7 separate regions of the Mus musculus genome follow, and all the other regions are linked to region 1. The links are chromatin contacts, called in public HiCAR-type and promoter capture Hi-C maps. All regions are on one chromosome and are shown on one strand. Each heading gives the region's core, a stretch centred on a gene start, on an enhancer-like site or on the middle of the called end of the contact. The rest is flanking DNA. Distances are from core to core; before and after follow the strand shown.

The links. Promoter capture Hi-C pulls out the DNA fragments that hold promoters and counts their contacts. HiCAR-type assays count read pairs that join an accessible place to other places. Capture Hi-C pulls out chosen DNA fragments and counts their contacts.
Region 2: a contact with region 1 is called in a promoter capture Hi-C map of liver, with 3 times the contacts expected there. The contact joins the promoter of Gtf3a here to the promoter of Hsph1 in region 1. A contact is called at or near these places in 3 of 39 promoter capture datasets (liver, neutrophils and pre-B cells), 1 of 484 Hi-C or Micro-C datasets (pre-B cells) and 2 of 9 other capture datasets (adipose tissue and liver).
Region 3: a contact with region 1 is called in a promoter capture Hi-C map of pre-B cells. The contact joins the promoter of 1700041I07Rik here to the promoter of Hsph1 in region 1. A contact is called at or near these places in 3 of 39 promoter capture datasets (hippocampal neurons, liver and pre-B cells), 1 of 115 datasets of contacts at active chromatin or transcription factors (astrocytes) and 1 of 9 other capture datasets (adipose tissue).
Region 4: a contact with region 1 is called in a promoter capture Hi-C map of pre-B cells, with 5 times the contacts expected there. The contact joins the promoter of Flt3 here to the promoter of Hsph1 in region 1. A contact is called at or near these places in 2 of 39 promoter capture datasets (liver and pre-B cells).
Region 5: a promoter capture Hi-C map of liver shows a contact between it and region 1, with 3 times the contacts expected there. The contact joins the promoter of Pan3 here to the promoter of Hsph1 in region 1. A contact is called at or near these places in 2 of 39 promoter capture datasets (erythroid cells and liver), 1 of 115 datasets of contacts at active chromatin or transcription factors (astrocytes) and 1 of 9 other capture datasets (liver).
Region 6: a contact with region 1 is called in a HiCAR-type map of astrocytes, with 4 times the contacts expected there. The contact joins the promoter of Rpl21 here to the promoter of Hsph1 in region 1. A contact is called at or near these places in 3 of 39 promoter capture datasets (the 3T3-L1 cell line, hippocampal neurons and pre-B cells), 1 of 115 datasets of contacts at active chromatin or transcription factors (astrocytes) and 1 of 9 other capture datasets (adipose tissue).
Region 7: a contact with region 1 is called in a promoter capture Hi-C map of pre-B cells, with 3 times the contacts expected there. The contact joins the promoter of Polr1d here to the promoter of Hsph1 in region 1. A contact is called at or near these places in 3 of 39 promoter capture datasets (maxillary cranial neural crest, neutrophils and pre-B cells), 1 of 115 datasets of contacts at active chromatin or transcription factors (astrocytes) and 1 of 9 other capture datasets (liver).

The regions. Positions count from the first base shown.
Region 1 is chr5:149,634,596-149,637,688 of GRCm38.p6, reverse strand. Hsph1 (heat shock 105kDa/110kDa protein 1) reads left to right here and starts at 1,374. Exons shown (of 18, transcript NM_013559.2): 1 at 1,374-1,719. The coding sequence starts at 1,613.
Region 2 is chr5:146,947,329-146,950,281 of GRCm38.p6, reverse strand. Gtf3a (general transcription factor III A) reads right to left here and starts at 1,625. Exons shown (of 9, transcript NM_025652.3): 1 at 1,307-1,625. The coding sequence starts at 1,501.
Region 3 is chr5:146,794,489-146,797,511 of GRCm38.p6, reverse strand. It overlaps 1700041I07Rik (a long non-coding RNA gene), which reads right to left and starts at 1,687. Exons shown (of 2, transcript XR_377208.4): 1 at 1,390-1,687. It overlaps Usp12 (ubiquitin specific peptidase 12), which reads left to right and starts at 2,556. Exons shown (of 9, transcript NM_011669.3): 1 at 2,556-2,897. The coding sequence starts at 2,850.
Region 4 is chr5:147,399,016-147,401,871 of GRCm38.p6, reverse strand. It overlaps Flt3 (FMS-like tyrosine kinase 3), which reads left to right and starts at 1,383. Exons shown (of 24, transcript NM_010229.2): 1 at 1,383-1,652. The coding sequence starts at 1,607. It overlaps Gm26597 (predicted gene, 26597), which reads right to left and starts at 2,318. Exons shown (of 2, transcript NR_165432.1): 1 at 1,973-2,318; 2 at 1-1,085.
Region 5 is chr5:147,428,588-147,431,604 of GRCm38.p6, reverse strand. It overlaps Pan3 (PAN3 poly(A) specific ribonuclease subunit), which reads right to left and starts at 1,449. Exons shown (of 19, transcript NM_028291.5): 1 at 596-1,449. The coding sequence starts at 1,025.
Region 6 is chr5:146,831,168-146,834,272 of GRCm38.p6, reverse strand. Rpl21 (ribosomal protein L21) reads right to left here and starts at 1,383. Exons shown (of 6, transcript NM_019647.6): 1 at 1,102-1,383; 2 at 11-89. The coding sequence starts at 77.
Region 7 is chr5:147,075,814-147,078,647 of GRCm38.p6, reverse strand. Polr1d (polymerase (RNA) I polypeptide D) reads right to left here and starts at 1,302. Exons shown (of 3, transcript NM_181730.4): 1 at 955-1,302. The coding sequence starts at 980. Lnx2 (ligand of numb-protein X 2) reads left to right here and starts at 2,076. Exons shown (of 10, transcript NM_080795.4): 1 at 2,076-2,230.

The sequences.
Region 1 (3,093 bases), core at 125-2,624:
AATAGTTATGCTAGCAGGTGAAATAACTTAAGTGGCAAGCCGATCAATCACCACGAATAAAACTTACTCTGCAATTTGTATAGAAAGCTCCCATTTAAGCAACCCCACTTGTCCTACGGGAAGAGGCATACTTCAGGAGTTAGTTTTTAACCCTGGGCCCCAACTCTTCATTCAATTACACACTTATTTAGCAGCGCACGTTTTAATTGTGCATATTTCCATATTCTAGAGGGTACACACGGGGTTTTCAGGCAAACTTTGACGTTTTTTTTAACGGTACATAAGAATTGAAAGCAGGAGCCAGCAGCATCCACCTCTGCTTTCTCTTCATGGAACCTAAGCTTACTTTCCAAGGAAAGAAAATGAAAGGTTAGATTAAACAAGGAATAAACCATACACCCATTTATTAAACCATATTATTAGCCATTACATTAAATCATAACCTTATGGTTAGGAGTGGCAGGGTTAAACAAAGTCGGCTTAAACTAGTATCCAAAATATGCAAAACCCTGTCGGCAAAACACCAGCAGCTTCCCAAATTGCATAGCAATCAAAAGTTTTCATTTAAGAAGAAGAAGAAGAAGAAGAAGAAGAAGAAGAAGAAGAAGAAGAAGAAGAAGAAGAAGAAGAAGAAGAAGAAGAAGAAGAAGAAAACCCTTCTGTGTTTTATTCTGCAACAATCTTGCCAGCGGACAAATGTCTACAAAATATAAACCGCGTTTGCGGCTTATCCTGACGCCCCTAAATCGCAATCCATTAGCTGTTGAAAAAACAAGCAAGAACGGAACACAGAACAAAGCATACACCAGAGAAAGAGCGCGAATCGGCAGCAGCCAGCTGGGCCTCTTTTTACTGAGCCCTTAAGACAAAGCAGGATCGTGGCACGCACCACGGGCTGGACTACATATCCTAGCATGCAAAGCACCGAGGCCTCACCACTGGACTGCGTTTCCCAGCATGCAAGGCGCTAGGGTCTCCCGGCCAGACTACGCTTCCCGACATGCTCTCTGCCAACAGCAAGTTCGTGACCGGAGAGGCCTGGGGTCCCGGAGTAGTGTGTTCTTTCTCCGTCCTTTCAATAGTTTTTCGGCGTCGGGAGCCGGACACTGCCACCGGAGTCACCACTTAAGCGACAGAAGTTCCCGACCGGTTATTCACTGGAGTCAACTGGAACGAAAACTGCCCCTCAGGCTGGGGAGGGCGGGATGGAGGCCGGGCAAGCTCGGTCAGTTTTAGCCAATGGCGCCCGAGCAGCTGCCCTGTCACCATGGCAACTCAGGCCGCCCGCGGAGGGACCAGCAGTCCATTGGGTAGAATCTTTCTCGAAGGCTCGAGAAGAAGGAAGCGGAAGTGGCACGTGGAGGCGCCGGTGAGTAAAATGCTGCAGATTCTGGAAAGTTCTCCTCAGTAGGCTACATAAGGCTGAGCGATTGGGACCTCCCCTTTTGGATTGGTAGCTGAGCGGCGGCGGCTGCGTGAGAGAGGCGGGCGGCGGAGAGCGGTGGCAGAGACTGAGCGCAGTCTTGCAGGGTAAGCCGGAGGCATCTTCCCGACTGGTCGGGAGCAGGACGAGCACGCAGCGGACCCGAGGCGGAGGCGGACCGGGCCAGCCATGTCGGTGGTTGGGCTAGACGTAGGCTCACAGAGCTGCTACATTGCGGTGGCGCGGGCCGGGGGCATCGAGACCATCGCCAACGAGTTCAGCGACCGCTGCACCCCGTAAGTAGGAGCCTGGGTGGCCGGGGAGGGCTGGAGCTCGCTGCTTCCCGAGGGAGATGGTGGGTCCGGGGATTCCGGGAACCGTGACACCCCGCGACCACCTGGTCCCGCTGGCCTTCCAGGCTCGCCCCCGACTCCCCACTCAGCTTCTTCAAGCTGGCACCGGCTCCCACCTCAGCTAGGATCTCGGCAGAGCCTGGGCAACAGAGCCTTTTCCTCCGCATGGTGAATCTCCAAATGACCTAGAAGGTTCCAGAGCCTGTGCGCCGCTGCTTGCCTAGGGAGCGAGCGGACTGTTGTTAGCGACCACAGAAACACGCTATGGTGGAGGAATCCTCCGTCTCTGCGTCTCATCTACTCCTGATTTGTTAATATTGCCCTAGTGCCCCAATCGCCTTTTGGAAGCGTCCTTTTTAAAGCTCATTGTGAAAAACGTCCGTGAGAGTTTCCAGACCCAGAGTTCGTTTATTTTAACACCATTTAGAGTAAGCAGTACAAATTTAACATTGTTGTTGCTTAACACACTGCTGTGCAAAAAATTCAGTGGGGAAGATGGATTTTTTTGCTTCGGAATTAAATATTCTGCAGCAACGTGGGTGGGTAAACGGAAGCATGGTAAAAAGCAACTTTTTGAGGGGGTTAGTTTCTGAAGGTTACATATTAGAGGCAGTTAGACCTGCGTGTGCCTTCACCGACAACAGCTGTATGCTTTTTAAGGCAATCATTATAGGGCTTTTTCCCCCCATGTGCAAAGTCCAAGATAATAAATGTTAAACATCGAACCCAAAGGTAAAATCATTCCGACCTTATTAGAGGAACATTTATGAGTGAATAGGAGGAAGAAAGCCTTGCTAGGAACTTACTTTCTAAGCATGGGCTCCCTCTCTCACAAAGCCATGGTGCTCTGTGATTCGGCAATTAGTAGGAAGGCTGCCAGTCCTTCTTGCCCCCATCCTGTATGCTAAGCGCTTCTTCCTCTCTCTGCCTAAAAAGAGACAAAAGGTGTGTAGAGGAGAACAGGGAGAGCTGCTTGGGTAGCTGTGTTGCTGACCAGAATTTTTGACTGAGGTGGTTTTTTTACCCTTGGCCAAACTATGCGGTTGAAAATGGAGTTGGCTACTGATTTCTATTACAGTTGTTTGGCATGGAAAATGAGACAATCCAGTCTTACAAGTGTCTAGTCCCTCTGAGCTCAGAATCACGGGGCGTGTAGATTGAACCTTACAAGAGTACCTGCTTAGAGCGGCTAGGTCCGAGCTGTTTTTGTTACAGCAAACTTGAATGTCCTCAGTAGAGTGCCAGTTTACTCATCTCGGTCACCCATGTAGGAGGAACTGAACCCAAATTAGATTTGGATTACTAACGCTCGCCCTG
Region 2 (2,953 bases), core at 376-2,875, 2.7 Mb after region 1:
TCCAGAGACGTGTCCATTCAGAAAGGTGCCTGCCAAACACAGGCACTGTAGAACCAAGTTCCACATCAAAAACACCCCATCGTCCCACAAGTCACCGTGGCACACAGGCTATTGTTCTATGGATGTCCAGCATCTGATAGGCAGGTTAGCCTGCTCCTATGGGGTGCAGGCTTCCCCAGCAAACCCCTTTTCAAGGTGGCTTTGAACCCAGATAGCCTGTCTGCCCAGATCTCTGCTACAGCATCATTTTACAGCAAAGAGGCAGAGGAAAGGTTGCATCTCATCGCAGGTGACCTGTGTCCATACTAAGAGATAGCAGGCACAGAGACAGTTAAATGTGTCACAACAGCTGAAAAAGCTCACAGGTGCAAAGGCAACCGAAGGAAACAGCTCCCAGCCCCAAACACAATCTCCAAGTGGGACCCTGGAGGTGGGGAAGGGGATGCTGTCATGAATCCACAGTAAAGCTATATCATATCCTAACATCCAGTTCTGTGTTTCCCAACTATGGAAATAATCTGAAATACAGGAAAGGTGGCATCAAGCCTTCAATCACAGCCAGTGGACAGGAAGACACAAGTGAGCCACACTGCTCAGCACGGCGTCAAAGAACCTTGTTCAGATCCAGTCCCAGGGCAGGACCCGTACTAATCAAATTATTGTCGAGTTTGGAACAATAAACACAACTTCAAAGCCACGTGTGGTGGTGCACACCTTTAATACTAGCACTCTGGAGGCAGAGGCAAGTGGATCTTTGAGTTCGAGGCCAGTCAGGTCTACAGAGTGAGTTCAGAGTGAGTTACACAGAGAAACCCCGTCTCAAAAAAACAATGATAATAATGATGATGGTGATGAACCACAACTTTTAAGTGTCCACTAGAAAGCAAGCTCTGCCTCGGACACAGGGACAAAGAAAGGCCAAAATGTGGGAACAGAATGGTCAAAGAGAAACAGGGATAAAGTTACAAAGTATGTTATGAGGGACAACAGTGGGTTGGTAAGTCTGTCAAGAGATAGACCAGGGTACAACCAAATATAAGAACCAGGGTAAAGGGCCAAGCAGGAAGGCTTTTCCTGACCACCTTTACCCACAGCCTTAGTACCCGACCAAAGCCCGCCTGCAATTAAAAGGGTGCACACTTGTTGCTTGCAGGAAATCCTGACATCCTAGAATTCGGTCTTTGCAGAGCGCCTGCCCTGCCCTGCCCTGCCCTGCCCTGCCCTGCCCTGCCCTGCCCTGCCCCAGCCAAGCCCAGGACGCAGCCCCTGCGCCAGGCCCTGCCGTGCACACGGGCGGCCAGGTTACCTCCCCCGTGTGTTTGCATAGGTGCGCGTCTAGCTTCCAGGCTTTGTTGTAACTGGCGCTGCAGTCGGGAAAGGAGCAGATGAACCTGCTGGGCAGCGCGGGGCGCGGCGGCGCGGGGCCCTCACAGGCCCCGACGAACGCATCCGCGATGGTCAGCGACGACACCGCTTCCGCGACTGACACCCGCGGCTCCAGGGCGACACGATCGGGCCCGGGCTGACGCGGGGCAGCCACGTGCCGTCCCCGGGAACGCGGGACGCAAGCCACTGGCGCCCGGAGACTTTGAACTTCCGGGAACGCGGCCCGCTAAGGCTCCAGGCCCCGCCCCTTAGCCCCCCCCCCACGCGCGCCACGACTGCGCATGCTCCCAGAGGCCGTAGAGCCCGGTTGCACATGCGCATCCAGGACTCGTCCACGGCGAGAGGCAGCCAGGCTCTGGGCTCTGGTTTCGCGGCTTAGGGAAACGGAAGCGCTGCTTAAACGTCCCAAATATCAACCTGACATGACTTAAGGTGGCCTGTTTTTCACATTCCAGTTTTGCCCTCTGCATCCTGCCACTAGCCTCAGGACATGGTGAATCCCAAGCTTGTCTGCTCCTTCGAGTCACGTGGAATTTTTTTTCAAAATTCCGAAGCCCAGAACTTAACCAGGACCAATTAAACCTTAATTTCTGACAGCAATTGTGCTGGTGTTTTGTCAACTTTCCTTTTGTATCACTGAGTCCTCTAGTGTTTGACGCTGTTTTCAGTTGTGGGATTTCCTCTTTCCCTTATCTTGATTTAATCTCCGTAATGGCAGAGACTGGAAAATACCCTATTCGAATCCTCCCTGGCAAAGTGTAGTGCATCAATGAAGGGCAGAACCGATCTTTCTGCTAGTTGGATGACGACAACCATGGGAAATCTTAAAGCTTGTTTGTTTGTTTGTTTGTTTGTTTGGTTTTGGTTTTTCGAGACAGGGTTTCTCTGTATAGCCCTGGCTGACCTGGACTTCACTTTGTAGACCAGGCTGGCCTCGAACTCAGAAATCCGCCTGCCTCTGCCTCCCGAGTGCTGGGATTAAAGGCGTGCGCCACCACACCCAGCTTTTTTTTTTTTTTTTTTTTTTTTTTAATGAATATCTTTACTGAAGAAGGTTAAAATGTACTTTATTCCAGTCAAACTAATCTACAAGAAAAAGGATTGAATGGAGGGCGGTCTCAACACTGTTGACAGGTCATTCTCTGTGCGGCCCTGTTGGGATCTCATGCTCACGGCCCCCTCTGCTCCTTGTAGTCATGCCCCATGCGCATGTGCAGATTGCTGGCCGGCTCTTCCTTCCTTCCAGTCCCTCTTCCCCTTTCTCACTCTCTTGTCTGCTCTACCCCATCAGCGGACACTCTTCTTTCAGCTCCAGTCTTCTGTCTCTCCTTTTCCCTGAAGATGAGCTTCTAGAAGATTCTGAGATCCCACCCCTGTGACCATTGTTTTCCAAGGATTTTGGTCTCAGTCAAGCAGCCTGGACTTCTTCATCTTCTTTTTCTCCTCCTGCTTGATAACCCTGGTTAGACAATATGGGACCCAGCCAGGATTCAGGTTCTTTCCAGACCCTAACATACCAGTTTCGGGAATGGGGAGTGTGTTTGGGGGAGGGGGGCAGATTGTGAGT
Region 3 (3,023 bases), core at 438-2,937, 2.8 Mb after region 1:
CAGATGCTCAACTTTATTTGCTGGATTAGTAGTGAGTGAGCTTTGAAAAGCCATTGCACTGGGAGTGTAACTCAGTGGTTTAACACTTGTCTAAGCCTAAATTAGGTCCTGGGTTCCATTCCTGTGGCGAGTTGAATATGCTTGGCCTATGGTAAGTGGCACTATGAGGAGGTGTGGCCTTCTTGGAGGTGGTGTGGCCCTGTGTAGGCGGGTTTTGAGGTCTCCTAGTGCTCAAGCTCCACCCAGTGTGGAGATTTCCCTCCAGGCTGTCTTCAGATGAAGATATAGAACTCTCAGCTCCTTCTCCAGCACCATGTCTGCTTGCATGCTGCCATGCTTTTTATCATGATGACAATGGACTGAACCTCTGAAAGTATAAGCCAGGCCCAATTAAATGTTGTCCTTTATAAGAATGTTGCCTTGGTCATGGTGTCTCTTCAGAGCAATGGAAACCCTAAGACAATTTCCAACATAGACTTGAGTTAGAACTATGGCTATTTTGATTGACATCTACTATCTGAACAGCTAGACCACATTATTAATGCAACCAAAGAGGTTGACTCATTGGGAGAGGTAGGGAGAGACGTCAGATTTCAGGGACAGAGCCTGTGCTGTGTGTGTATAGACCCAGGCCCTGCACTCACTAGGGGTGCAATGATGAATGCTATACTTCTTCAATTAGAAAACAAGCCTGGCATGATGGATCTCTGGGGTTATTGGAAGGTTTACGCTTAGAGCATTCAAAGGGTTCCCAGCATCCATCTGGTCTCACAACCTTCTACAACTCCAGTTCCAGGAGGATCTGATGCCTTCTTCTGGCCTCCGCGGACACTGTACGCATGTGAGCAAGCAAAACACCCATACACATAAAGTAAAAATAATAAAGCTTAAAAATGAAACCTTATCCAGCAGACTACCTAGCCTATGACAGGAATTCTGAGGCGGCACACTGACAGCTGGAGGGTTTTATTTGCTCAACATTTTAATTAATTACTCATTGGCTTTTGCTAATTTCTTTTTGACAATTTCATACATGTGCTGTTTATTCTCTTTTATTTATTTTTGAGGCCAGGTCTCCCTGCATAGATCTGGCTGATCTGTAGATTTGCTATTTAGTCCAGGCTGCCCTTGAACTCACAGAGACTCACCTTTCTCTGTTTCCTATGCTGGGATTGTAGGTGCATGTCACAATTCCCTGTGACTGGCTTTTCATTCATTTATTTTTTTGGGGACAAGGACTCAAGTGATCCAGGCTGGTCTTGAACTCATTAAATAGCTGAGGATGACCTTACCATAGTAGGATTAGCACTTCAGCTGAGGATATGAAACCTCAGAACACCTACACAAACACTTCGCCAACTAAGCCATATGTCCAGCTCCCATCCTTACCTTTAAAATATAGATGTTGTACGACCATGCTCTATGCTTGTGGAGTCTAGAGTGGCGAGCAACGCGACAAACATTGCATAGATCTGAACTGGTGTAAACCAGAGTCCAAGCCCCTGCCGTGGTATCTACAGAAAAGCGGGAGGCCTAGCCACTACGAAGGTAGATACCTGGAGAATAAGCAGCTGCCAGAATACTTAGCTGTATTCAGTGGGTGTTCCCCTCCCCCAACGCTTACAATGGAATTGCTATGGAAACAGTATTCATGTACCAGAAATCTGTTTCTCGACTAAATTTTGTTCAAATTCTCGGTCTTTTGAATGCTTTGGACTATGAAGTGAGGCTTATCAGATTTTAGAGCTTTCGTCGGAATTTAGGCCCCAAGTTCCACAGACCCGGTGTGGTGGGGAGTTGGGTGGAAGGCAGAAAAGGTCCTACCCTCAGATCACCAATCAAAACAAATCACAGGCTTTTTAAAGTAGTAATTTATGAAGTTTTATGAATTTTCTGCCGGTAGAAAATAGGAAGCGTTCATCCACTAGCTAACACGGTCTATGTGCTCCTCACACATTGGCTTCGGCTTCTTACTTGGGACATACCACCCTGTTACAAATTCCAAGTTGGTATCCCACTGTTTTTCAGGATTGGCTCCCCTTCCTCTTCTCCCCCACTACTGCTAATTCATAGAGTTAAATCTTGTCTTTTTATCTAATTAGCCTTTTCTTAGGGAATTAGGCCCAGATGATTCACCCCAGAAAAACATCCAAGTGCTTGGGACTCTGGCGGGGTTGCCTTCCAACCCATCCAGTTTCCCAGATATGGTCTCCGTCTTCTGTTTCAACTGACTGTCAGTCGCTCTAAAGGCTGCTTGATGTCACAGACGCCGCAGAGCAAAGGCTCGATCCCCTAAAGACCCGCTCTTGCAAGCTAAGGTAGGTGCTTCACGTCGGCGCTAGGACCCATCTGCAGGAGGAACGCGGCACGGGTCTCGCCCCGCCCCAACGCGCACTGGGTGGAGCCGTCCTCCCCAAGCTCGCCCCCCCCCCGTGGGAGGGCGGGGCACCATGGGCGTGGCACAGCTGCGGTGGGCGTGGCGGCGCCGGAGGCGGGCGGGGCGGAAGGACGCTGCCCGGTCGTCGGGGCGGTAGGGCCTGCGCGGAGCTCTCTCCCCAGCGCGCTGGGCGGGGTGTGCTGTGAGCGGCTTCCCGGGCAGGCGCGGGCCCTGAGGCGGCGGCTGCGCCGTGCGCCGGGGCGGAGCCGGGGGCGGGCGGGCGGCCGGCGGGCGGGGGCTGGGCCGGAGGAAGCCTGAGCGCCCGCGGCGACGACGGCAGCGGCGGCCCAGCAGGCTAGAAGCGTGGGTCGGCGGCGGCTCCGGGTGCGGCCGCGGGCTGCGGAGCGAGCGGGCGGCCCGGCTCCCCGCGTCCCCCGCCCGCCGCGACTGTCTGGAAGATGGCGCCGGGCGGATGGAAATCCTAATGACAGTCTCCAAATTCGCCTCCATCTGTACCATGGTAGGTGCGGCGGCAGCGCGGCCCGGGGGGCCGGTCCCCGCCTTCGAGGCGCCGCCCGCGGGCCTGGTCGTGTGCGGGCGGACCGGGCGCGGGGCCGAGTGGCCGCGGGGAAGGCGTGCTGGACAC
Region 4 (2,856 bases), core at 134-2,633, 2.2 Mb after region 1:
ACTAAGCAAACAAAAACCTGGTTTGAAGAAGTGATCTCCCAAGTGAAGGCTGGCCTCTGAGAACTGTCCTGGGATGGGCTGGACCTAAGCTTTGTCTTCTGGTTCCAGATGAATAACCGATAACCACAGATACACATCTCAGCAGCCTGAGCACCACATGTCTCGGAGAGTGAACTCTCCACACCTGGAAGGTTTTGGGTCTGTGTTTCTTTTTCTTTCCCTTTTTCTTTTTCTTCTTCTTTTTCTTTTACTTTTTTTCTTGCTGATGATATAACCCCGGGCCTTGCAAGAGCTAAGCTAGCAATCTACCGGTGAGCTACATCTCTAGCCCCACAAAGCTATCAGATGATTAAAAAAAAAAAAAGATCCATGAATAGGCTGGAGAGGTAGCTGTGTGGGAATTGCCCTCCCTATTAAAGATGAAATGTGCTGCTTTACATATGTATATTTCTCCGTCTGGCCGCTGATCAGTGGACAGTCTCACTGTGGTGTGCAGGAATGTTGGAATGTTTCTTCATGCTCCTGTTGCAATTCCAGAAGTGGAATCCATGCGTCGGGCACCTGACCTTAAAATGCCTAAAGCACCAAGCCCATGTCATTTTCCACAGTGGCTGCCCGGAGGACGTCACTTTGAAGTTTCCCCTAGCGGGAAGGCTGATAGTGCTGTGGACTGAGTGGAGGAGAAACAGTGTTGTTAGTGTGCTTGTATGCTCTCAGGGGTCATGCCTGAAGAGAAAAACGATGAAAAGAATGAGGAGCGGAGGACTGCTGTGATGGAGCGATATTACTGACGTCATTATGGGGAGAGAACTAGGACACAGAGGACAAATGGCTCAGGAGGGTTCCTTCATGGGGAAGCCAGGGCTGCTATCCTGTGCTTTCAATATTCAGCTTGATGCACGGGAAATAATTGTTACCTAGAGACACTATGAGACTAAAAGCCAGAACTAGGAGGTGACAACTCCAAACATCCTTTGAGGTGCACGGTCTAATTTGTTTGGGTGTCTGTTTAACCTCTCTAATTTATTGACCTTGAAACCGCGTCTGCTTTTCTGGGTCGGAGGTGGATGGGAATCTTGGACATCCTATAAGAAAGGACAGGGAGACAAAGAAAATCAGTCCACAATGCAGATCTACCAGATGTGGAATAAAACTCACGGGGTTACCAGTGTATGGCACCGATTCAGTGCCCATCACGGGACATCAAAGATCCCCGCGCATGAAGAAGGAGGTCTGTGTGTCACCACTCTTCTCACCCTTAGGAGTTTAAAGCAGAGGTCCGGGGACTCAACCACGGAGTCCAGGCAACTTCCCCAGCCGAACCGCACCCAGTCTCCCCTGCCGCAGTCCCGGTGCCAGGAGCGCAGGCTGGGGACCACGGCGGGCACGTGGGATCGGCTGCAGCACTGCGCCAGTTCAGCCCGCCTAGCAGCGAGCGGCCGCGGCCTCTGGAGAGAGGTTCCTCCCCCTCTGCTCTGCACCAGTCCGAGGGAATCTGTGGTCAGTGACGCGCATCCTTCAGCGAGCCACCTGCAGCCCGGGGCGCGCCGCTGGGACCGCATCACAGGCTGGGCCGGCGGCCTGGCTACCGCGCGCTCCGGAGGCCATGCGGGCGTTGGCGCAGCGCAGCGACCGGCGGCTGCTGCTGCTTGGTAAGGCCCCTCACCCCCTCTGCACCCCGGCCGAGCGCGCATCACTCCCTCATACCCACCGCGCGCTCCCCTCGCCGCCGCATCACTCCCCTCTTTCACGTCCCCCCTTTCAAGCGGTGAACTTGGCTTTGGTTTGCCCACCCCTGCCCTCACCCTCCTCCGCAGCGCTCCTCTGCAGCTCAGTCCCCAGGCCACCGCGCCTGGGCTTGGGCTTGGATGCTCCGTCAGCCTCTGAGAGTCTTCTTCAGCAGCGCAGGTGGCCCGAGACTCCCTGACCCGACCTCTGGGTACTATAGATTCTCGAGCCGGTGCGTTCTCACCTCTTTGAGATGTAGGCTGACAGAGCAAACTAATGGGAAAACTGCGAGCATCCTCTGCTAGAGCGGTCATCCCTGCTAACGACCCCCACCTGTACCAATTTTCGCTTCACTCAGTGGCTAGTTACTTTGGAAATACTATGCAAAACAGATTTATAAATTTAAAAACTAGCTACCCTTCCCCTCTCCATACTTTTCTTATTTTAGGATTAAACCCTAGTGACACTTTCAAGGACTCCTAGGACTACTCTCCCAAGTTGCCTGTTCGGGTAGAAGCATAGCTGTGATTGAAAATAGTAACTAACTATAGGGGGGAAAGTCCCCATTCTGCCCAGTTCTAATCGGTCTCGCGTCAGCTTTCTGTTTGGGAAGACAAGGGGGTTGGATTGAGTTGGAGTTGGAGACAGTTCTAGAAGTCGGGGGTGGGGGTGGGGGGAGATCAGGCCCTGCCCTAGTTTTGCAGCCTTCTGAGGCACTCCTGGCTTGGCCTCAGTCTGCCCAGTGGCCTATTTCCCCTTCATTTCCAACATTTAGGATTCTGGCTTGAACCTTCCGTGACAAATAGAGAAAACATTTTGCAACATTAAATGAGCAGAAACGGTTTCCAATTACTTTAAAAAAAAAGATGATAAAATTAAAAAATGTAGGCTATAAAGGAAAAGGATGGGGAGAACGCTGTACCTTTCTTAAGCGAGTTGATGCACAGGGACATCTCAAACGCATGGCGTGGCGTGCTTTTCTTTTCAGGCTCTATTAATGCAAAATGGTTAGCTTTGGCTGTGTATGAGATTAGATTAGTGACTTTCCCATAGCAGAGATGATTTTTCTAAAGGGCTAAAGGGTTCTAGGGAAGTAACTCAGAATCAGAGTAGGACTTGCAGCCATGC
Region 5 (3,017 bases), core at 200-2,699, 2.2 Mb after region 1:
CAAGTCTTGGGAAATTCCTAACCTAAGCTCTCTATTAAACCTGTGCTTACTTAAAAATAAATAAATGAATAAAGCTGATCTTCATACACCTCTCCTCCCCGCACCCCCACCCCTGGCCCCGGACATCCTTTAGAAGGAGTTCCCAGCCGGCAACTTTCGGCAGCCCGCGCTCCACGCGAGCACGCACCGACACATGTGCTCGCAGACCCAGCCCCTTTCCACGCACACGCGCGCGCGCGCGCACACACACACACACACACACACACACAAACCCGGAAGCGACACCCCCTTGCTTCCACTCCGCAGCCCATCCCCCCTGCTCCCCGCACCCCACTCCCAGCGCCCCCCACCCCACCCCAATTACACCACGACCGTCCGTCCACCCACGCTCCCGGGAACCCGCCTCCCCTAGCTCCGGGGTTTGCCCCGAGCGGCGGAGCCCAGAGAGGAAACAGGAAGAAGGAAGGAGGGCTGCGCAGGGCCTAGGCCTCTCCTGCGGCCCGGAGGTGAGGGGAAGCGGGCAGGCTCAGGCCTCCTCCCCGCGCCCGGACCGCACCAACCCCGCACCGCACCACCCCGCCCGGGCCTCACTTACTCGCCACCCGCGGGCCATCGAGTCCGCCGCCCGCGGTCGCCGCCCCCGGGACGCCCAGCTCCGGCTTCTTGGGCCCCGCGGGCGGCCCCGCTCCCCCGCCCGGGAGCGCTCCCGGAGGAAAGGCGGCCCCGGCCGCGGCCGCTAGCGCCAGCGGGACGCTGTTGCTATGGAGGCCAAGCCCCGGGGCCGCGCCGGCGGCTGGGTCCTCGTGCAGGAACTGACACTCCTCGCCGTAGAAGCACGTCTTGTCCTTGGCGTAGTAGCGGCAGTACTTGAGCTTCACGCCCGCCGCCGCCGCCGGCCCGCCGGGGACGCCCCCGACGCCCGACGAGGCCGCCACCGCCACCGCCACGGCCGCCGCCAGCGAGGACGACGACGGCGAGGCAGCGGCCGAGGGCGGCGGGAGGCCACCGCCGCCGCCACTGTTCATGGCCACGCCGCAGCCGCGTCCCCCGCCGCCACCATAGACGAGGGCGGGAAGGAGCCGCCGCCGGAGCCGGATGGAAGCCGGGCGGGCGGGTTGGGCCCCGCTGAGGGAGCCGGAGCCGCCCGGGGAGGGGGAAGGGCGGGCGGGCGGCGAGCAGGGATTCTCCCTCTCCCTCTCCGCTGTCCTTAAAGGGGCCGCGCGGGACGCCGCGGTGGGCGCGCGGCCGGGGCTGCGGGGAGAAACGACCCTGAGGCGGCGGCGACCGGAAGCTGTGGGGCAAAGGCACGGCGGGAGGGAGCCGCCGGTTTGTTTTTAAACTCTTGCCCTCCGCTCGCTCGTCGGCTCGCGCTCCGGGTCCTCCCGACTTGTTTATGCCATTTTCCTCTTCCTGAGACGCTCGCCGCCTCTGCGCCTGCGCGAGTGGCGCGGGGCCTTGTGGGTAGGAGGCCTGGCCCGGGGGTGGGGGACCGCAGGCGTGGCCCCCACGGGGCGTCCGCGAGCTGACCGGAGGCGGTTGCTTCAGCCCGAGCCCTCGGAGGGAGGCCTTCCCCACGGCGGCGGCGCCGAGGCTCTCACGAGACCCGGTGGTAGTCCGCTTGGAGGGGAAAACACAAAATGACAGTCCGTCTCAGGTCCTTGGAAGGGGACGCAGCCCAACCTCGCTCCCCGGAGAGGAGAGTTTGCTTCCGTTTGTCACGTTTCCTCTCCCTTTCCCTGTGCTCCGCCACCCCTCTAGCCTTTGTTTTTTTTTTTTTGTTTTTTTTTTTTAAATCCTCCCCCTCGAAGGTGATGGACTACTGGCCAGATAGCCTTAGCTTCTGGGCTCTTTGTCAAAAGATGGAGCCAGAACCCTGGATGCCACCAAACCCCTGCTTAGAGCAGCACCTGTTTCCTCCGCTTTGATGGCCCTCGGGATTTTTTTCTCTCAAAGGTGCCACCTGGGACAGTGCTACCTTGGCAGCACGGGAAGACCCAATTCCAAATGTGCTGGAATGTTTTCCTACTCTGCATTCGAAATTCACTTTTTAAAAAAAAGTTTTCCCCTCATTGATTTCCAATTTGCTCCCCCCACCACCACCTTTTTTTAAAGGGGAGAGGCGTGAAGACAATTGAACCGCAGTGAAGTGAAAAATTGATATTAGGGTTTTAGAAATCTTCTCTAAAAGATTTTCTCAAAAGACAAATCCCTGTTATGAAAAGGACGGGTGTGGGCAGCATTTAAGGAATCGTGGCAGCCTGACGAAGTCACAAAAGAATATATAAAGTTTCACACTGCCAAAAGGGTGAGGTTGAGATGCATGCTATATAGATCCCAATCTGGTAAGCCTAGTGATGCTGCCCAGGGAAATTCTAAGCTGCTATCTCTGCGTGGACGCAGTGTTCACTCATTTAAATATCCAACAGGTATTTGTTAATGTTAATTACATGTTCCCAAGGAGCTGGGGATGCAAAAGTTAACCAGATGCAGTCGGACCTGAATTCAGAGGGCTTATTTATCCTCCGGCTAATGAGGCATAAGATGTGAATTAGTGTCTAGTGTTAACATCAGCTGTTAGAGGGGATTTAAAGAGTTGAACTCCTACTGAGAACTGTTGGGGAGTGGGGAGAGTGTTTACAGCATCCTTGAATTCAGACCTGCCTTTGGAACCTGCTTGCTTCTCTGTGTCTCCTTTGTACATTTGAGATTAAGTAAGTATCCACTTCATAATGAGCGAAGTGGTTCATAAAAATGTCCCGTGTTTGGGAAGAATTCAATCTAGCACTTGCTTTTTATTGCTGCTAGGTGTGTAGAGAAAGAGCATTCTAGCCGAAGCTAACAGCTTGTGAAGGAGGTCTCCAGGTGAATGGGGGTAGGGTTTTAGTAGTGTAATGATATCACACAGCTGAGCAGAGTTCGCAGAAGTGCTTTTCAGGCAGTATTAAGGGATTGGACTTTTTCTTGAAGGCAATTAGAAACTATCACAAGGTTCCAAAATGCTAAGTAGCAACATTCAC
Region 6 (3,105 bases), core at 134-2,633, 2.8 Mb after region 1:
ACAAACTTACCATGTTTCCTAAAAGGCCTAGAGAACATGTACCGGGTGCCTCTCCTCTTTCCCTTTGTGTTCGTCATTTTGGCGAGTTACTGAAACCAGAAAAGTTATCAGTCAAATAACAATTCACAGTTTATGTTATTAACTGTCCCAATAACCACACCCCCAAAAGTCATCTTGTCGCACAGGGCAGGCCCTCTCAACCTCAGCACCTCCGTCAACCTTCCAAATCACAGGAATTGAAAATGGGTGCCCACAATTCCTCTTAGCAAAAGAGGCCAAATTCTATCATTAGCACCATCAGACTGGATGCTAGAACTTAAGCCAATACATTGCAACCTGCAACTCCAGGGTAACTTGAAGACCACCAAACTCAGCCTCTTTGATGCTGTTTAATTCCATTTTACTACAGTAGCTTTCTATCAACAATCTCTTAATCGCACACCTGCACTTTCGAATGCTATTAGGAAGCATGCATAGAAAACCACATTCCAACTAAATTTAAATGCTAATTTAACACCATCTACGAACTTACCTACTACACATATTTAGAACCAGATCGTGTATTCCCACAAACCAACAAGGTTTGGATTACTCCAGTCATCCAGGGCAGAAATACCCGCCATTCCTAACCACAAGGGAAGCTCCAAAGCATGGTGTACTAGACATAACCCCTTGCCCTTGTAGTCTTAAGCAGCCTTAATGTTACCTTCCTTCCCCACGCTCGTCTTCTAGGGCCAAAATTCCTAAGTGTTTCATGTATCCAGAGGAAGGGTCCCCATTACATCATTACCAGGCTGACCCGGCGGGCACCCTCCTCGCCCGAGCCAATTCCAGGCTTCGGCACCCCGGCATCGTTAAGACCCAAGCAGAATCCTAAGTCCCAGCCCGACAGCACATGCTCAAGTCTGGGGTTGGGCGGACGCCCGGCAACCAAGACTGCGCCAGGCCCGGCTCCCCCGGATAGAAGCTCCCTAGCATACACCGCCCAGGGCAGTGACCTCCAGACGGTCTCCCCACGCCCCTAACACGCAGTCTCTGCGGCGTGGGCGCCACACGCAGCGTGTGTGGAGAACAAGACGAGAGAGCCACGCGCGTACCAACCTGGAAGATGGCTGCGGCGGCCGAAAGGAGGAGGGCGGGGCTGCGCGCTCTTACAAGGCCCGAGGGCTGCCCGCGAAGCTGCCTGAAGAGAAACGCCGGGCCCGCGAGGCTGGTCGAGAGAACCTCATCGTCCCGATAACCTGGAGACGCCGTGAGGACACGCTCCCCGGCGCAGATTAAAGGCAGCAGGCCAACAGAAACTCACTCAGGCATCCTGCTAGACATCCCGGAATGGGGCCCTCGCGGGCGTGGAGCCGGACGCGACTTCCGTAGCGTGCTGACGTTACCTTGCGTCGTGTGACGTAGGAGGCACCGCCTCTCTGGGTTGCCCAGCGTTTTGCGGTGTGGTACTTGTTAGTGTTAGTGTCTCCTGAGTTTCCAGGCCATCCTGAGCCACATAGGCGAGACCCTGTCTCAAACAAAACAAAACGCCTCACTTTGGTTTTCTTTCCTCTCATACCTGTAGCTCGAGCCTATCTAGAGACTAGCCTATCTTGTCTATTAATTGTACAAAATAATAGGTTTCATTTTGACATCTTAAGACAGGCGTGTGTGTAAAGTACTCTCATCATAGGCACCCCATTAGCCTTTTCCTTCCCTTCCTGTCTCCCTGGCTGTAGATAAGGGTGTTTAGTCAGTCATACTGGAAGCAGTATTCCTAATAATCTATGGGGATAACCGAATTGGATATTACGAGCGCTCGAATAATAGATGAGGACTTTGAGAGATGAACATTGTTATTTTTATAATAGCTATTCGGATCGTCATTCCACATATGCAGTAGTGCCCCACTTAAAATTGGAGACATTAATTTCTGTCCTTAGTATGCGTTCTTGGGAAGGTAATTCCCACCTTCAGCAAAACAAGAAACTAGCGTGCTGGTTCAGCCAGGAGGCTGGAGTGAGTGCACGTCTTAAGCTGAGATCTCTGCCAAGCCATGCTCACGGACAGCCTGCTGACCGGAGTCTTCTGCCTGCTTCCAAGCTTCATCCTTGAATATTTATGAACTCTGAAAACCACTGTATCCGGCTAATAAACCCCAATAATAAATTCGCTAAAATCCAGCGAGTGACATATCCAGCCAGGGTTAGGTTCTGCTGTTTGAAATCCCTACATGATGACCATTTAATTGGAAGGTTCTGTAATAAGACTGAAGCCCTAGCCGGGCGTGGTGGCGCAGGCCTTTAATCCCAGCACTTGGGAGGGCAGAGGCAGGCGGATTTCTGAGTTCGAGGCCAAGGCTGGTCTACAGAGTGAGTTCCAGGACAGCCAGGGCTATACAGAGAAACTCTCTTGAAAAACCAAAAAAAAAAAAAAAAAGAAAAAAAAAGACTGAAGCCCTATCTCAGTGTGTGAAAAACATAACTGATTTAATTAACCAGGAGTTTAATCCGAGGCTTCAATTATTGAGCAAACTTTAATATCTATGACCAAATTATGTACGGTTACTTATAATTAATTTTTATCTTGGTCATAACAAAATTTTATCCCCAAGGCAATTTTTGTTTGATTTTGAGATAGAGTCTCATTGTGTGGCTATGACTTATTTGGAACTCAGAGGAATCTGTCTCCCTCTGCTTTTTGAGATCTGCCTGCCTCTGCATTCTGGGTGCTGCGATTAAAGGTGGACACCATCATATCTGGCCTGATTTTTCTGTTCTTTAGCATATTACTTACTTTAGTTGATTTGGGTTGAGTGTAATCAAAATGATACTAGTGCTTGCCTAAGAGTTGAGAACATAAAGGTACTATACAAAAATTAACGCCAGGATTAAACATGTTCTTGCTCTGGGCCATTGTTTTAGACTTTACCAATCTTTACCTATTGCCTGTGATGTGTGTGTGTGTGTGTGTGTGTGTTTCGTGCCTCGGTGTATATGCACATACATATTCAGGTATATAAGTTGAGAGTTAAAACACTTACACTAAACGTGCAGACCCTAACTGTACAATTGGATTTTTTTGTACTAACATTTTTAAGCTTCATAACCTATACCTGCAGTC
Region 7 (2,834 bases), core at 53-2,552, 2.6 Mb after region 1:
CCTCGTGCAGGACAAATGTCACACACTGTCTATCTGTTCCAGCTGCCTGGACCATTTCCAGGGCTGTCTTCCTCTCGCCTTCAGCCATTGAGGTCTTCAATCCTGATATTTTTCTACACACATATTTTTTTTGTAAGAATAAGATCACATGGAATATCGTTTTCTGATTAACTTTTTATGATTCACTGCCTCATTCTCCTGCCTCCACACTTCTAGCCATAGATATTTAACTCCAGTTTTTCCCTACTTCATTTGACTCCAGCAAAGAGGGGGAGGGGTGTCATCTCAGAAAAAAAAAAAAACCCCACCAAGTTAAATGTTTGCAAAATCTTTCTTGGGATAGAGCAAAAGAAAGGGGCAGAGTTACAATAGGGTAGGCCCTGCTGCAAGATGAAAAGGGAGTTGACAGGTATAAAAAACACGATTACTTTAGCATAAAAATGGCAACCACAAGTTATCAGGGTGGCAGGCTCAGTTACGGCTCCCATTTGAAAGAGGTAAGGAAACTACTAAGTTAAAGGAAGTGAAAAGTTTAATAGGAGGGAGAATTTGGTGGACAGAGAGAATTTACGAGCAGTCTGCACAGAGCGGAGTTGCAGTAACTTTAGCCAACTTAAACACGCCAGGCCCGCCACTCGGGACGGCTGGCCCGGTGCGTGACCTTACAACGAGGCAGTTCTAATGGGGGTGGTGGCAGTTTGGGACTTACAGCATGATTCCCAACTTCTCTCCCCTCCCGGATGGCTAGCATCCCTCTGGGCTTTTCTGTTACAAATAAACCCACGGCTCCTCCCTCTTCCCAACCCGGCCCGCTCTACTCTCTCTCCTTCCTTCCCCAGCGCCTGGGGTCAGGCCTAGCCGCCACGCCGGGCCGCAGTCGGCCGCGTGCCCCTTCGCCACCCGCTTCGCTGGCCCGACCCGCCGCCCCACTCCACTCTTCCCCTCCACCCTTACCTCTCCAGCTCCTGATCGTCTTCCATCGCGGGAGGTGGGGGTGGCGGCTCCAGGAAATCCTCAGGTGGCGCTGGCGAAATGGAAGCTCTTCCCCATGTCGCGAAAGGTGCGGGACAAGGCAGGAAGGAAGAAACCACCGACGGAAGAAGCGGATGACGGAAGGAGGGGGGCGGAGCCGCAGCGGCGCGGCAGGGCCCTCTGTGGGCGGGGCTAAACCGGGTCCCGCCCCCGACCACGCCCAGGCGCGGGCAGGACGGTTCACCTGGAACTGCGGAAGCTAAGCCAGCTGCCGGGCACAGCCAGCCGGTCCCCAAGTGCCACTGAAGAGCATAGGCTCTCACCTGTCGCCCCGAGACACCTGCTATTTAAAAAGAGTCAGAGTCGGATCTCTGGCCTGCTAGGCTCTCCAGGAACCCGACTGCCCCAGGGCTGGCTATTCCCAGGACTTGAGTCCTCAGGGGCCTTTCATGGGGCACCTTGAAAAAGCAGAGAGACTGTTGTGCAGAGATGACTCTCCTGACGATACTGTGGGTTTTAAAAATTTTTCTCCCTGGGGTGCAAATGTACATCTCCACTAGGTGCAAGGGCTGCGATGGTCTTTCTTTTGCGAGAGAAGTGAGAGTTTGGAGCACCGCCCTCCTTCCTCGGGAGCTCACGCTGTGGGACTGGCAGCTCCTTTTCCCTTTGATCCCAAGGAACCGCCCTTCTTCTCAGGTGCATCCTCCCAGCTCCCACCTGACCCTGGCCAGGCTGGGTCCCCGCCCCACCCAGCTGTCCCCTCGCCCTGCACACCTACACGTCAGCCGCCCCCCGCCACCTGTTCTCCCTCAGCCTGGTCCCGCAGCCCTCCCCTCCCTTCAGCTGTCCCACGCCCGGCGCGGCGCTCCAGGGGTGCACGCAGACACTTCCCGAGCGTTTTCTCTGTGTGTCTGAGAGGGAGAATCCGGCCGGGAGCGATGGCGGAGGGCGGAACGCGCTCACTCTAACACGGGGGTGATGAGCAGGGCCGACTCGGCCCCTCGAACTCCTTGATTGGTCGAGAGGCTCCGAGCCCGCTCTTAGTCCCGCCTTTGTCCGCCGTTGATTGGCTCAGGTGCGTGTCGGGTTGGGCCTCTGCGCTCGCCCCCTAGGGGAAAGGCAGCAGGGGCGGTTGAGAAGTAAAGTCTTGGCCGGACTTTGCTTCTCGCCAGGAAATCGGCGGCGGCGAGTCCCAGCGGAGCGGAGCCGGGCGGCGTCCTCGTCAGCGCTCCCGCGGGGAGCCCGCCGCTTTCCCTCAGTGAGTTACTTCGCCTCAGGTGCGGGCGGTGACGGGGTGTGGCGTCAGGGTAGGGGGGACCATCTGGGGGACCGCTGGGGGCCGCGTGCTGTCTGGCCCGGCCCGGTGCGGGTGCGGGTTCCAGGAACCCCGATGCAGGTCTGCGCGCCTCTCGCTTTTCAAGACATGGAGGTTTGGGAACGAGTTCTTGCACTTTGCGTCTGCACGTTGTCTGGAGCCAGAGTGGCGCTAGCTAGTTGCCCTCTGGTTTTGTTTCCTGGAAGGGATGAGCAGAGAGGCACCCTCCTCCTTGCCCCAGCCTGTTGCGGGGGAATTCTCACCTTTCTCTTCAGATTTGACATGTTTGGGAGCGTGGGGGGTATAATTTCCAAAATATGAGTCCCGATTTGGAAGCATTTGCGCACAAAGCACCTCTTGGGAAAGACATCGCTGGCTTTTCAAAGCTTTCTGCCACGTTTCACGCAAGGACTTTTTAATGGAGTGTTCTAGTATTTCCGTTTGCATTTAAGAGTGTGTGTTTGCCAGGAGCCTTAAGGACGCTTCCGCGTGGCTTTATCGAATCAATTTTTCTTCTTCTCACTCTGTAGCCTTGGCTAGCCTGGAA